Linked DNA regions of Muntiacus reevesi: region 1 is linked to region 2. The links are chromatin contacts, called in public Hi-C maps. All regions are on one chromosome and are shown on one strand. Each heading gives the region's core, a stretch centred on a gene start, on an enhancer-like site or on the middle of the called end of the contact. The rest is flanking DNA. Distances are from core to core; before and after follow the strand shown.

The links. A called contact is a pair of places that touch in the nucleus more often than the background predicts.
Region 1: a contact with region 2 is called in a Hi-C map of blood, with 5 times the contacts expected there. The contact joins the promoter of TIMM10B here to the promoter of FHIP1B in region 2. A contact is called at or near these places in 2 of 3 Hi-C or Micro-C datasets (blood and muscle).

What each region holds. Positions count from the first base shown.
Region 1 is chr9:44,388,706-44,394,957 of mMunRee1.1, forward strand. TIMM10B (translocase of inner mitochondrial membrane 10B) reads left to right here and starts at 3,548. Exons shown (of 3, transcript XM_065944622.1): 1 at 3,548-3,638; 2 at 3,837-3,932; 3 at 4,120-5,946. The coding sequence starts at 3,597. The coding sequence ends at 4,332. It overlaps ARFIP2 (ADP ribosylation factor interacting protein 2), which reads right to left and starts at 3,433. Exons shown (of 8, transcript XM_065944621.1): 1 at 3,300-3,433; 2 at 2,355-2,495; 3 at 2,003-2,099; 4 at 912-1,030; 5 at 514-735. The coding sequence starts at 2,453.
Region 2 is chr9:44,161,541-44,168,643 of mMunRee1.1, forward strand. FHIP1B (FHF complex subunit HOOK interacting protein 1B) reads right to left here and starts at 2,874. Exons shown (of 12, transcript XM_065943821.1): 1 at 2,782-2,874.

The DNA.
Region 1 (6,252 bases), core at 2,298-4,797, 230 kb after region 2:
GCCTTGAGTAACAGTCACCACCTGACTGGAGCTAAAGGGCCCGTCCTCCCCCTCCTCTCCCGAGAGGAAACAGCCAATGACACTGGGACAAGTCAGGACTGCCTCCAGCAAGGCTCTCTCTGCCAGAAAGTTAGTGGGGCCACCCTGGGGCAGGAATGTGGGAGTGGGGGGGGTCTCAGATAAGTTCACAGGACTGGAATAGGGAAAGCTAGTGCAGCAGGCAAGGGAGGGGCTCTGATTAGGCTGAGCACAGAAGGCATTCTCGTCAACGCAGAGAAGGGTTACTCCTGAGGCACCTGCTGTGCCGCCTCCCCCACCGCCGCCCACTCTGGACCTCTGTACAAACCCTTAGGCTGCCTCCACAGGTGAGTGCTGCTGGGGGCGGGGCTGGGCCCACCCTGGAGGGGTTCTCCCTCTGGGCTGCTGGAGGGAGGGAGGGAGGGAGGCTGAGGGGTGACTGCCTGGGAGGGCCTGGGCCCAGCCCCCCCACCCTCTTTGGCCTGACCGAGGCACCTGGAGCTCTGGGGACTTCTGGCTGAGGTCAGCAAAGGCGTCCCCCAGTGCATGCTGGGTCTGCAGCAGGCTGTAGAGGTGGGCTGTCAGCGCCCGGCCCAGCTGCAGGACACTCTCATACTTGCGCTTCGTCTCACGCAGCAGCTCGATCTGCAGCTCCAGCTCCAGGTCCACAGTCCGGGAGCCTCGGCCAAATCGCTCTGATAACAGCTGCTTTGTGCACTAATGGAAAGTGGGGGAGCAGGTCAGAGACCCTAGCATGCTGCCCCCGCAAAAGGCACCTGCCCCAGCATCCCCAGGCTTCCGAGTCTCAGCCATAGCTGGGATATTAGGATCTGGAAGATGGGGAAAAGGTACCCAGGGCAGTTTGGGGGAAGGGAGAGGTGCTTGAATCCCACCTTGTATGTATTGATGCCCCATTTCTTGACGATGTCGAACTTCTCTCCAGCGATGCCCCGAGCCACCTCATCTCCAGGGCCAGCAGGAGTAGCATTGTGAGATGGATGGCGGCCAGACCCTAAAGGACCAAGTTCTCTGACACCAGTCTCTCTCAGATACAATCAGAAACCTCTGTGGTTCCCCCCACACTCCCCTCCCAGCACATGAAAATGACTTCCCTGAAGGAGCAGAAGCTAGAGACAATTAGATTCTCTTGGTCACTAGGAGGAACTTATACATTGTGCCCTGAGACCCAAATCCCAATACATGTTGGCCTCTTCTTAAAGAGAGGGTTGGAAAAGGGGGAAAGAGGGAGTGGCATGTGTACAGGGGTAGAGGAAACAGCAGGAAGTAGGCCCAGTATGGGTGACTGATCATGGATGGTGAGTCCGGCAAACAGAAAACCCGGTTGACAATTCCCACGTTGATTCTAGTCAGTGTGAGATTCACAACTGTTTGTTCTTCTAAACGTTAAGAGTCAAATTAAAGCTCTGAGAAGCCTCACAAAGTTCCAAATCAGATTCAGTCTCTAGAGCAGGTTAGGGGGAAGGAGAGCTGTGAAACAGAGTTCTTTGCTTGTCTTAGGTACTGACAGCAGGGGAAGGTACAAGTGGGGCTAAACTGCAAGTGGGAGCAGAAGGCCAACTCTGGGAGCTGGTTTTGGGCTGAGATTCCATTAGGCTCATACTAGCAGAGGTTCCAAGGATCTCCAAACAAAATGCAAGCCTTCTTAGACATAGTCTATGCCCCCATAATCTAGGGCTTCCCTGGTGGCTCAGACGGTAAAGAGTCTGCCTGCAGTGCAGGAGACCTAGGTTCGATCCCTGGGTCAGGAAGATCCCCTGGAGAAGGAAATGGCAACCCACTCCAGTATTCAAGCTTGGAAAATCCCATGGACAGAGGAGCCTGGCAGGCTACAATCCACGGGGTCTCAAAGAGTCAAACACGACTGAGCGACTTCACTTTGAACTTTGAACTTTTGATGCTCCCTGGAACCATCCCTTCTCCCCATCTCCACTCAAGCACCCTGTCCTGTTCTGATCATTCATACCTGTGGGGATGAGTCCATCACCAGAGCCCCCATAGCCACCAGACACAATGCTGGTTTCATTGAGGTTGGGTCCTGACACCATCACCTGCTGGAGGTCCTATAGGCCAGAGAAGAGGGGGCTTCAGGAACATAGGGGCAGCTGAAGCATTTTGGGGGTGAAAACAAGCTTGGATTGAAGCATCATAGAAAGAGCACACAAGGGAAGTCTGCACAAAATCAGAACAAAGATTTGTAAAAAGACTGAAGGGAGTTAGGTAAGTTAGGGGAAGGTTACTGGAACAGAGGTGAGAGTTCAGGGTTTATGAGTTGAGATTCCTCAATTGAAACAATATGAAGAATCAAACAGAAGCACCTGCTCCAGCCCATCATCCTCAGGAAGCTGCCCAGCTTCACCGTTCCCATGGATGGGGATCTCCATTGTGGCTGCCTTCCCTAGGATCCCGTCCGTCATGGCGAGCGAAGGGACTGGAGTCAAGTTCTCCACCCCAGCGCCCTGCAAAGCCCAACACAGACAACTCTGGAAACTGGCCAGTACTCCAAAGAGGAAGGTCTCCCCTACCACTTAAGAGGTTGTCCCAGGGCTTCAGGATTCTGGGGTTTGACCACCATTCTTCCCCAAACTCTATGTATTTCTTCCCTCCAAGGTGCATATTTGTACACAGGCAAACCCAGGCCTCAAGTGTACCTGACCTGAGGTCACGTCCCCATGAACCCCTCACCCTACCAGAACTCCGCTGATCATTCACGCATTCAATCACTCCACATACATTTAATGAGTGCCTACTATGTGTCACACACTATCTCGGACCATGGAGATACAGCAGCGAACAAGAGAGAGAAAGTTTGTGTTCTCAAGAAGCTCATCCCCATGCAGGTGTTTCTCCCCATCAGGAGATTAACCCCTTTCCCCGAGCTCAGGTGTCTACTGCCATTCAGTTATGTTCACCACTGTTTGGCTGTTCACGCTCCTTTCGTGTTTCTTCCCCTTTCCAGCAGGTGGTCTTCCCCTCCTCCATCCCATGCACCTCATCTTCCTCGGGCCCTGCCCCCCGAGGCCTTAGTTGAATCAGTTGGTCTAAGTTCTTGACCTCTGGGAAAAACCTCTTTTTTCCCAGGACATAGGTAGGTGATCCCTTCCAAAGTCAGTTTAGTTTCTCCAGGTGTGTAAGTCTCCGCCCTCCCCCCATACACCTGGGCATCAGGTGTGTCCTCATCCTTCCCCAGGGCTCAGAGGCATCTTGCCCTCTGGTCAGGTTCGTGCATTCAACTTGCACTCGCCCATGCATGTCCCTCTCACCTCGGGCCGGGCCGCTCTTCCCCTCAGGGCGCCAGGCCCGGGCAGCGCGGGGACCTCCGGCTCCAGTTCCCGTCGCGATCCTAGCAGCAGGTCAGGGACTCGGCGGAAGTGACGTCCCCACCCGGGCAGAAGAAGCCGGCCACGTCGCAGATTATGAGGGCGGAAGTGACGTTAACATCTGGGGCAGGGCGATCCTGGAGCCAACCCTTCTGTCCCTAGGGAGCTACGAGACGTCACTTCCGGGGCGTTACCGAGAGGCTGAAAAGGAAATAACCTAGAGCTCACGCTGGTGGCGTGATGGAGCAGCAACAACAGCAGCAGCAGCAGCAATTGAGAAACGTGAGTGGGAGCTAAGTCGCTTTAGGGGCATGCGTTCAACTAGCATCTTGTTTGCATATCGGGAACCCCAAATAGCCAAGCATCTGAGGGCTGGGAAAGTCGGGCCGTGGGGCGCGGTCCTGGGAAAGCTCGGGCGGCGCGGCCTTGAATTAAAATGTGGCCCCTCTTTGCTGAGTTCCTTGTCCCCCTTCCTCTCAGCTGCGGGACTTCCTTTTGGTCTACAATCGGATGACGGAACTCTGCTTCCAGCGCTGCGTGCCCAGCCTGCACCACCGAGCTCTGGATGCTGAGGAGGTTAGGTGGGGAACTGAGTAGGGGAATTACCCTCGATCCTCAGAGTTAACAGTATACTGCTTCTGTCTTTCGCCGCTTCCCCTACCTCTGGCCCCGGCCTTTCTATGACCCTCGCCCCTAGGCTGGCGTTACGGCAGGACCTGACAGGACTCCTTTGACTTCTGCTTCCATCCTGTCTTCCTTCTAGGAGGCCTGTCTGCACAGCTGTGCCGGGAAGCTGATCCATTCTAATCACCGCCTCATGGCCGCCTACGTGCAGCTCATGCCTGCCCTGGTACAGCGCCGCATGGCAGACTACGAGGCTGCCTCAGCTGTGCCACATGCTGCTGCTGAACAACCCGAAACCTCACCATCCGGCAGCTCGCCATCCGCAAACCTCGGGAAAGGAGGCGCTGGATGAAGCCTCGAATTGAAGGAGCCAGTGGACCTAGGGCTGGGTGCAGCCTGTGTATAGCTAGTGAGGAGTTGTCTGAGAGATGGGTACTGTTGCTCCTTTTCCTGGAGCTAATAAACCCACTTTTCCTCTGTTTGGTTTATATTCTGGGCAAGGAAGTTTTGCCCCTATTGTTGGCACCATCTTTATTGTTCTGTCAGTTAGTGCTTCAGCCCTGGAAGCAGAGAAATTGCCTTCTGTATGTAGAAGGAAAACCAGGCATCTGGTTAAAGCAAGAGCTGAGGGTACAATTTTAAGACTGGCAATAGCAACAAGTTGGTTGCCCCGATGATAGAAAATGGGAACTCTATCTAGCTGTCCTTAAATCTGTCTGACTGAAATGGCTCGCTTGGAGATATCTTGGAAAACAGATTAAGAATCCACAGGGCTTTTAGGCATTACCTCCTGGGAAGTCAGTAGCCTCAGACAGAGATGAAACCTGTAAGAATTCAGGGGTGTTCTGGAACATCAACCACTTCCTCAAGATGTTACTCACTTAATATTTTCTGTCTTCTTAGGATGAGCAGTTAAGTCTTTAAATAAAGAAAATCTGTGTTCTTGTCTTCAGAAGCAGTCAGGAAGGGGAAAACTTGTGAAACCATGTTCTGCAATACACTCAGACTTGAGGGATAAAAACCTAAGGGAGAAGTAGGTAATGATGCTTATGGAAAGAAAAGGGAGGAAAGTAAAATCTTCAGGACTTCTTGAATGTCACCTTATGTCTCACTTCCTGCCTGTAATCTCCTAATTCCATCTCTTCCTCCACCCCTACCTGTTCCCACTGTGCCTGTTCTGCGATTTCTAATGCCATCCCCTCTGCTCTTTCCTTATTATTGCCCTCCATGGAATTTACTTCTGTATTCAACAATCTGAGTGACCTATCACTCCATCACTGAGTTTTCGTGCCATTCTTGTGTCCTTTTTGTGTCATTCTAGCTGTTTTAACTTTTCTTCTGTTCCTCCATATCAGGTGACCATGTTTTATTTTTAAAATGGAAGTAGTTCTTAGACATTGGCTCCCACGGTAGCCATTTTTTTTAAAAGTACAACCACCCACAAAGCAGATATTTTCACCCCTGTACGTATCAGGATGTTGAAATTTCTCTAGTAGCAGACCATGTCTGAAAATGCAGATCTGACTTTAAAATCCATGTTTTCTTTACTCCACCAGGCTGCCTTTCAAAATATCTTTTGAGTACCCATTTTGTATAGGTTCTGATGTAGGTATTACCTTCACTCAACAGGTGAGGAAGCAAGAATCCATTATGTACCAGAAGCCCACCTTATACACAGTTACCTATGGAGAAAAGTAGCTCTCTTTATTGGAACAAATCTTGTACAGGTTTATTAAGAACCTTTCTTAACAAAAAAGTTGTTGACCGGGAACTTTCCTACTGAGTGGCCTAATGTTTGCCTAATTAAGTATCTTGGAAAGTATACATGCAGGTGAAACCACTTGTGAATTTCCCAAGTCCCAAAGATGGGAACAGGGACCTGGAGTACTGTGGTGATGGTCGAAAGATTCTTCCACATCAACACTTATGTAATAAATGTTGCAATAAACTTCCGATGTGAATTGTATGTGTTCCCATGTCACATAATTGAGTAATTGCTGGAGAAGGGTTAACAACACAGATCTATCTGACTCTTAAAGCCTATGTTCTCTTTTTGTCCTTTGCTGGGTTCTTAGTTCCTTAACCAGGCAGTGAACCCCTGACCATAACTACTAGACAACCAAGGAATTACCAAGTCTATATTCTTCGAACTTCCAAAGTGGGTATTTGTTTGCTCATCTGTAGTCATCCTTTCCCTAGGCATGGAAAAATAAGTGTTTCTCAGTCTGATCCATGAGTTAGTTCCTTAACCTTTCAATCTCTTCTGTGTATA
Region 2 (7,103 bases), core at 1,624-4,123:
AAATTATCTTTTCATGTGTCCACCTCTCCCAATGAGATTGAAAATTCCTTGAGACTTCAGAGGACCACATCTTATTTATTGACATCTTGTTATCTCATAAAATGTGAGCATCACAAGGGCAGACTATATGCTGAAGTATCTACTGAATGAATAAATGAATTCATAAATGAATGAATTTGTCCTCCCAGCACTTAGCAGAGTGCTGGCACACAGCAGAGGTGGACTAAATGGTTACACACAGCATTCCAAACATGTTTCTATCTCTACATCATCATCCTCATCTATGTTTCATTTTCTCAGATCTATCACTCAGCTGTATATCATAAAGCAAAACCCATTACACGTAAAGCACTACAATTCAACAGAGATTCAGTATAGCAAACAGTAAGCTTACCAACCTAGTGCTTTCTCCAGAACAATCAAGAATGCACAGTCCCTAAGAACCCTCTGACATATGACTTGAGTGACCTACCATTATCACAATGTGACCCAAGTATTATGGACAACTGTTCCTGTTTTTGCCACATTATTAAACAAAACCTTCAAACCTATGTCACCCTCAAAGTCTCTTTCACCTCTCTTGGAAACAGAACAACTACAAATCATAAAAAAAATATTTTGCCAGTATAATGTCCTCCATGTATCACAACCCTTCTTATAAATCACATGCTTTTTATTCCACATCACCTTCACTCTTTGTTACAAACTTTTTTCCACCCCAAGTCACTCTCATGAGACCAAATCTGGAGTCCAGACTTTCTCTGGCTCCCCAGTTTTGATTCTCCATCTATAAAAAGAGAATTCCTGCCCTTATATACTTCACAGGGAATCTATATAATTCCAGCAAAACCTGAGATCCGTATCAGACAGTAATTCTGAGGAAGCAAGTGCAGTATGCTTCCTCAACATAATACAGCAGCCACACCATCATCCCTCTAAATTTCTGAATTTCATGAACCAGTAGAAATAGATTTTAAAGTTTTTAAAATAGGATCATTACTTTCTATTTTGACAAATAGATCAGTTTTTTAAAACCTATCACTTACTGTCACCATTACTTCATCAGCGAGGAAGCACTTTAACACCAGAAGACTAGGAATGATAATCTAAGAATAAATTTATCTTTATGGAAAACTCATGTTCCATATGTTTTCTTTCTCTCCTTCCACCTTGAACAGATGAAAACTTTACCATAGACTAGCACTGTTTTTAACCCAACGTTTATGAATCACTGCCCTAAAACTCTTTCATTATACATGTACGTTTCATAGGGTTCTGTCTAGGTAAGATTGCCAAAGGTCCCACTACCATGAAAATCTGCTAGGTCTTCAGAGAGAAGCAAAGAAAACATACCACAGAATCATTGTTTCTGAGGCTCAAATTCTTCAATAGAATGGGGACTTGGGCTGCTCCTAATTCTCAGAGAATGGTCTGTATAGGGAAGGTGTACCTCTTCCTGAGGTTGGGAAGGTATCTGCTCTGTGGCAGACTGTCAGTAAAGAAGGAATTTTGATAGTGTGGAAGTGGCAATTATCTGACTGCCAACCCAGCTTTCTAGAACATTCAAAATTTCCATGTGCATGTGGGTTGGCAGGGAACATGGGACCTGTAAAATGCTAATAAAGTGAACCAATTAACATGTCGTGAAGGGAGGAATGATTTCAAAGGGATAAGAGAAAAACTTTTGAGGGTGGTAGAAATGTTCAGTATCTTGAAAATGGTGATGGTTTCACAGATGTAAACATATGTCAGAACCCTCATCAAACATGTACATTTTAAATATGAGTAGTTTACTGTACATAAATTAGTTTTAATTTAACTGTACGTCATCCTGTTTGGAAGTCTAAATACAGCGTTGTATGTAACAAGCCATATTATTTTCATGAAAGTAGAATTAGCAACTTTAAGCAGCTAGTCCAATATATAAGGCAAGCGTCAAAGCCCCACAGCTCAGCACAGATAAGGAACAGCAGTGGAGTAAGGCTGCCCAGAATCAGGTGAAGAGGAAACAAACACAGGCAGTTATAGCCAAAAAAAATCTCTGTGACAGGGAACATCACCAAGTCTGCAGTCCCAAGGAATAACTTGAGGAAACGAGGAATTCCAATGATGACTCTGTTAAACAGTAAGTCTCTAAAATGATTTTCACTACCATTGTTACTGTTGTCCACGACACCTTCATGTTTCGATCCTCCAAAATATGTACAGCCTATCAAGCAGAAGAGCGAAGTGCACAACATTTCCACCCAAGCTATCCTACTCAACCTAAAACTATTGCTCTCTCTGGGCAGGACACTCCATTCAGAACCGACCTCTCATCTTTATCGAGGTCTCACAATCCTCGTTCCTCCCTCCATGCCCTGCCCTCAGCTTCCTCCTGATTCACCAGCTGTCCGCATGTTCCCGCCTTACCCCTGTCTATTCTCCCTCCCAGCACAGGCCTCAACCCCTCCTCACTCTGGTCCCAGGGCTGTCCCTCACTCCTGCCCACAGGAGCCCCAGCTCCTCACTAAACCGTGTTCACAAGTCCCTTTCACTTGGCCCCTCAGAAAGCATCCCGGCCCTTCATACAACCCAGCTCCTTACTTGCCCACTCACCCGAGGCTCTAATCTTGCTCCCCTACCTTAGACACTCACACCCGGCCCCTCACCACATTCCAGCCCCTCACCCTGTCCCCTCACAACGAGGGCAGTCACCAAACCCGGTGCCGTCATTCCCCAGTCCCTCATTCCCTCTCGCGCCTTTCCGGGCTCTCTGGCCCTTACTTAGTGTTCACTCACAGAACCCCGACCCTGACCAGGCCCGATCGCCACCGCGGTGCTAGGTGAGTTCAGGCCGCCATCACTCCTCAGGCGCACCAGCCGCGCCCCGCCCCGCGCCACACGCAACTCGCGCCCCCGCGCACCACACGTAACCGCCCAGCGACGCACCGCTGGGCAGCGGCGTGCCAGCTCATTGGCTGGACCGGGCCAAAGCCAGAGCGTCGATGCTTGTTTCCTGGCAACGGCTGAGCGCAGGGGCGGGGTCGCCGACGGCATTCCGAGCAAGGAATACCGCCTCTTCCCCCCAGGTTCCGCCCCCTCGCACTTGCAAACCCCGCCCTTCTGAAGGACTCCCGCGTGTCACAGGGGAAGACCTCTGGGGAGGAGGAGGCCCGCGGGGTGGAGGCGGAGCCTGAGGAGGAAAGGTCAAACCAGAGGGCAGAAGGCGGGACCTAAAGAGCGACGTGACTAAAAGAGGCAGGGAAAGGCCGGGGGGCGGGGCTTAGGACAGCGATTCGGATAAAAGAGTGACTAACGTGGTAGGGGCGGGGTCACGGGTCCTAAAGGCGCTTACAGAGGAAGAGGGGGCGTGGAGGGGGTGGAGCTAACGTTGGGGGGTAGGTCTAAGGGAAGAAGTTAGCAGGTGAGCTGGACCTGCGGAAAAGCAGAACCTTAGAGAAGGCAGGCAGAGAGTGGTCTAGCTCATTTCTTGAAGTACCTGCGGGAACGGCTTGGATAGGACCCAGGAGATGACCGCACTTCGTTGGCTCGCCAACACCTGCTACCTTGTGATACCTTGGGCACTATCGTTTTCAGTCTCTCAAGGAACATGGAGTAAGCGCCTCCTTTCCAGGCAGAATTCCAGATCAATTATAACCAGTCTCTGCCCTTCGGGATCTCAGCCTTTATAGACAATTGCAAGTGCAATTGCCATCGAGGAGCAGTACTCCTCACACAACACACATCGAGGAGCAGCACTCCTGACACAAAACAAGTGTTATGCGTGTTCAGAGAATGAGGGGGAAGAAGAGCAAACGGGCCTAGGAAAGCCGTCTAGGAGAAGATAATGTCTGAGCAGTCTTTAGAAACAAGCAAGAGTAACATTGAGAAATGAAAGTTTCAGATAAGGTCTGCAGTTTAGTTGCAAATATTGTATCGATGTTAATTCCCTGGATTTGATCACTGTGCTCTAGTTAAGATGATAACAGGGGAACACGAGTAAGGAGTTTACAAGGACTTTCTGTCCTATTTTTGCAATTTTGTAAGCCTACAATTAGTTCAAAAGAAAAAGTAATGGAAGTTTCAGCAAAAAGGATCAGCACATAACAAGGCAAGAAAGAATGGACAACATGTGGGAGGTACTCTGAAAACTGTCATTAGTACAGCTTATCTGGAGCCTAGGGAACATGCAGAGGAAACACTGTGAGATGAGGTTGAAGACATGGACAAAGCTTTGTAGACAATGTTAAGGAGTTTGGATTTTCATCCTTGGGATAATAGAGAACTATAAAAAAAAATGTTATGATCAGATTGATAAGATCCAAATTGGAATAGTAAGGATGTAGAAAAAATGGATATGTGGTTATTAGGTCACCAGGGCTTCATGTTTGGATGAATATGAGAGAAAGTAAGAGGAAAGATTAAAAACTAGACTGGTTTGCCATTTCCTTCTCCAGGGGATCTTCCCAACCCATGGATCCAATTCCCATCTCCTACATTGGCAGGCAGATTCCTTACCACTGAGCTACCTGGGAAGCAAATACAAGCACAGGAAAAACTAAATGATAGGATTAAGTGTCAGCTAGTGATCACTGTTGGAGAAGTGCTGCCTAGAAGAGGGCAAAGTGGGGCTCTTGATGTGAGTACCTATTACCTGACTGTGTTCACTCTATGGAATTCATCAAGCTGTGTATTTAGGAAGTATGTACTTTTCTATATGTATGGTCTAGTTACTATGCGCTGAATGCATGAGAAGTCACTTCAGTCATGTCTGACTCTTTGCAACACTATGAACTGTAGCCTGCCAGGCTCGTCTGTCCATGGGATTCTACAGGCAAGAACACTGGAGTGGGTTGTCATGCCCTCCTCCAGGGGATCTTCCTGGCCCAGGGACCAAACCTCCTCTCCTGGGACTCCTGCACTGCAGGTGGATTCTTTGCCGCTGAGCCACCAGGAAAGTTCTCTGGTTACTATGCTATATAACAAATCATCCCAAACTTAGTAGGGTAAAATAACGGTCATTTTATTATGCTCACAGATTCTGGGAATTCATATAAGACAGGACAAGAATGGCTTATCTCTGTTCCCTGATGTCTGGGACCTCATCTAGAAAATTCAAACATCTGGGGGTGACTTGAGGCTGGTGACTGAAATCATCTGGAGGCTTCTTCACTCACATGTCTGATGCCTGAGACAACTGGAATAACTTGAAGGCTGAGCTCAGCTGAAACTGTCAAAGTACAGGCACATGACTGTTCCTGTGGCTTGAGCTTCTCACAACATGGCAGCCAGGTTGTAAGAGGCACCATCCTGAGAGAGCTTCTGGACAGTGAGTGTTCTAAGAAAACCAGAAGGAAGCTGCTTGGCCTTTTAGGATCTAGTCTCAGAAGCCACACATCACTCCTGCTTTACTCTATTGACTAAAACAGTCACAAGGAAGGAAAATCAAAGAATTTTTGAACATTTTTTAAAACTGTCACAATATTATACAATTGTAATAGTAACAATACTGGTGCTAAGTGTTTTGGCTGAAAGGCCAGTGATAGGGATCATAAGAGAAAGAACAGATAGGGACGATAATGAGCTCAGTTAAAAGAGCAAATGGGCTACAGGTGACTGTGCAATATCTGAGTGGGGACATCCTGTGAACACTTAGTGGTATAGATAGGTCTGGAGCTCAAAGAGAGTTACTGGGAGTCATTAGATGGGAAATGAGATCCTGTGGGCGACCCAGATTGACCAGAGAGAGCTGGGAGGATAGAAAGAAAGTCCATCAGAGTTCAGGAAAAGCACACCAAAACAGGAGGGATAGGCAGAGGGGCTTATGAAAGAGACTAAGAAGAAATAAACAGAAAACCAAGAAATTATGGTATCAATACAAGTCATGGGAAAAACATATTTCAAGAAAATAAAATATACTGTTGTAGACCATAGATGTTTCTTCCAAGACACTCTCTGAAAACACAAATCTAGCCATATCATTTAACTGTGCAAAACATTTCATGCATTCTCCATTGCCTTTAGATAAGCTGCTAGCTTTATAACATGGCTGACAAAGCTTTCCCTGAGCAGTCATCTGTCAACCATTCAGCCTCATCTTTCACCACTAGCCTCTCAGATTCACTACAAAAACCAATTGATGTTCCCCTAGTCACCTATGCTTTTTGAAATCTCTGTGCCTTTCCATGCTCTTTGCACTTTGCCTGTAGCACTCTTCACTCTTCCATCTCTACACTTAACTAACTGCTATTCATCCTACAGAACCCAGTCTCAATTGGGACCTTTCCTATGCACTGCAATAACTCGCTGTGTACCTACCTAATTGAGTACTCATCAGACTAACATATAATTGCCTATCTATCTGATGCTTCCCCCTACTAGACTTCGAGTTTATGAAGGACTCCTTGGAATGTGTTTCATTCATCTTTTATCCCCAGTACTTTGCATAATTTTGACCTGGCACAAAGCAGGTGTTTTGATTATGACTTTTTGACTGAGAAAAATGATATCAGTGAAAGGGACATCAAGTTGAGGGAGAAGTTTTAGGATTTTTTTTATTATTTTTTTCTGGTATGGGAGGTTTAAGCATGTTCACAGAAAGGGAAAACTGAAAGAGGTTAAGGATTTAGATAACACAGGAAATAACTGGTGAGATCAGGCACAAGAGGTAACAGGAGGGGGATGAGGACCAAAATGCCACAGGATGGCCCCCAACACACTCATGCAGCAGGAAGGGCGTAGACAAGGGTGCAGATGATGGAACCAGAGCTCACATTGATATGACAGGCATTCTCTGTCCCTGGAGACTAGTTCAGCACCTGACACCTGACATAGCTGAGAGTACATAGCTGTTAAAAGAATAAAAAGTGAGGTTCAAGCTGGGAACTTGCACAAGGTAGAACAGAATGAATTCCTAAACCTACACAGGCAACCAAGTCTCCCCACTAAAAAGCCCTTATGTAGTTCAGCTTTGAGGAAGGTGGAGGAAGACAAGGTTCAGCCTCACCTCTGAGGCATACACCCCCACCATCTCCAAGGACCTCATTAGAGATGTTTAGTTGGATAGGTGTAAACTCTGGCCCTAGGAGACAGGGCGGAGCGCTGGAGCCACACAGCTTCTA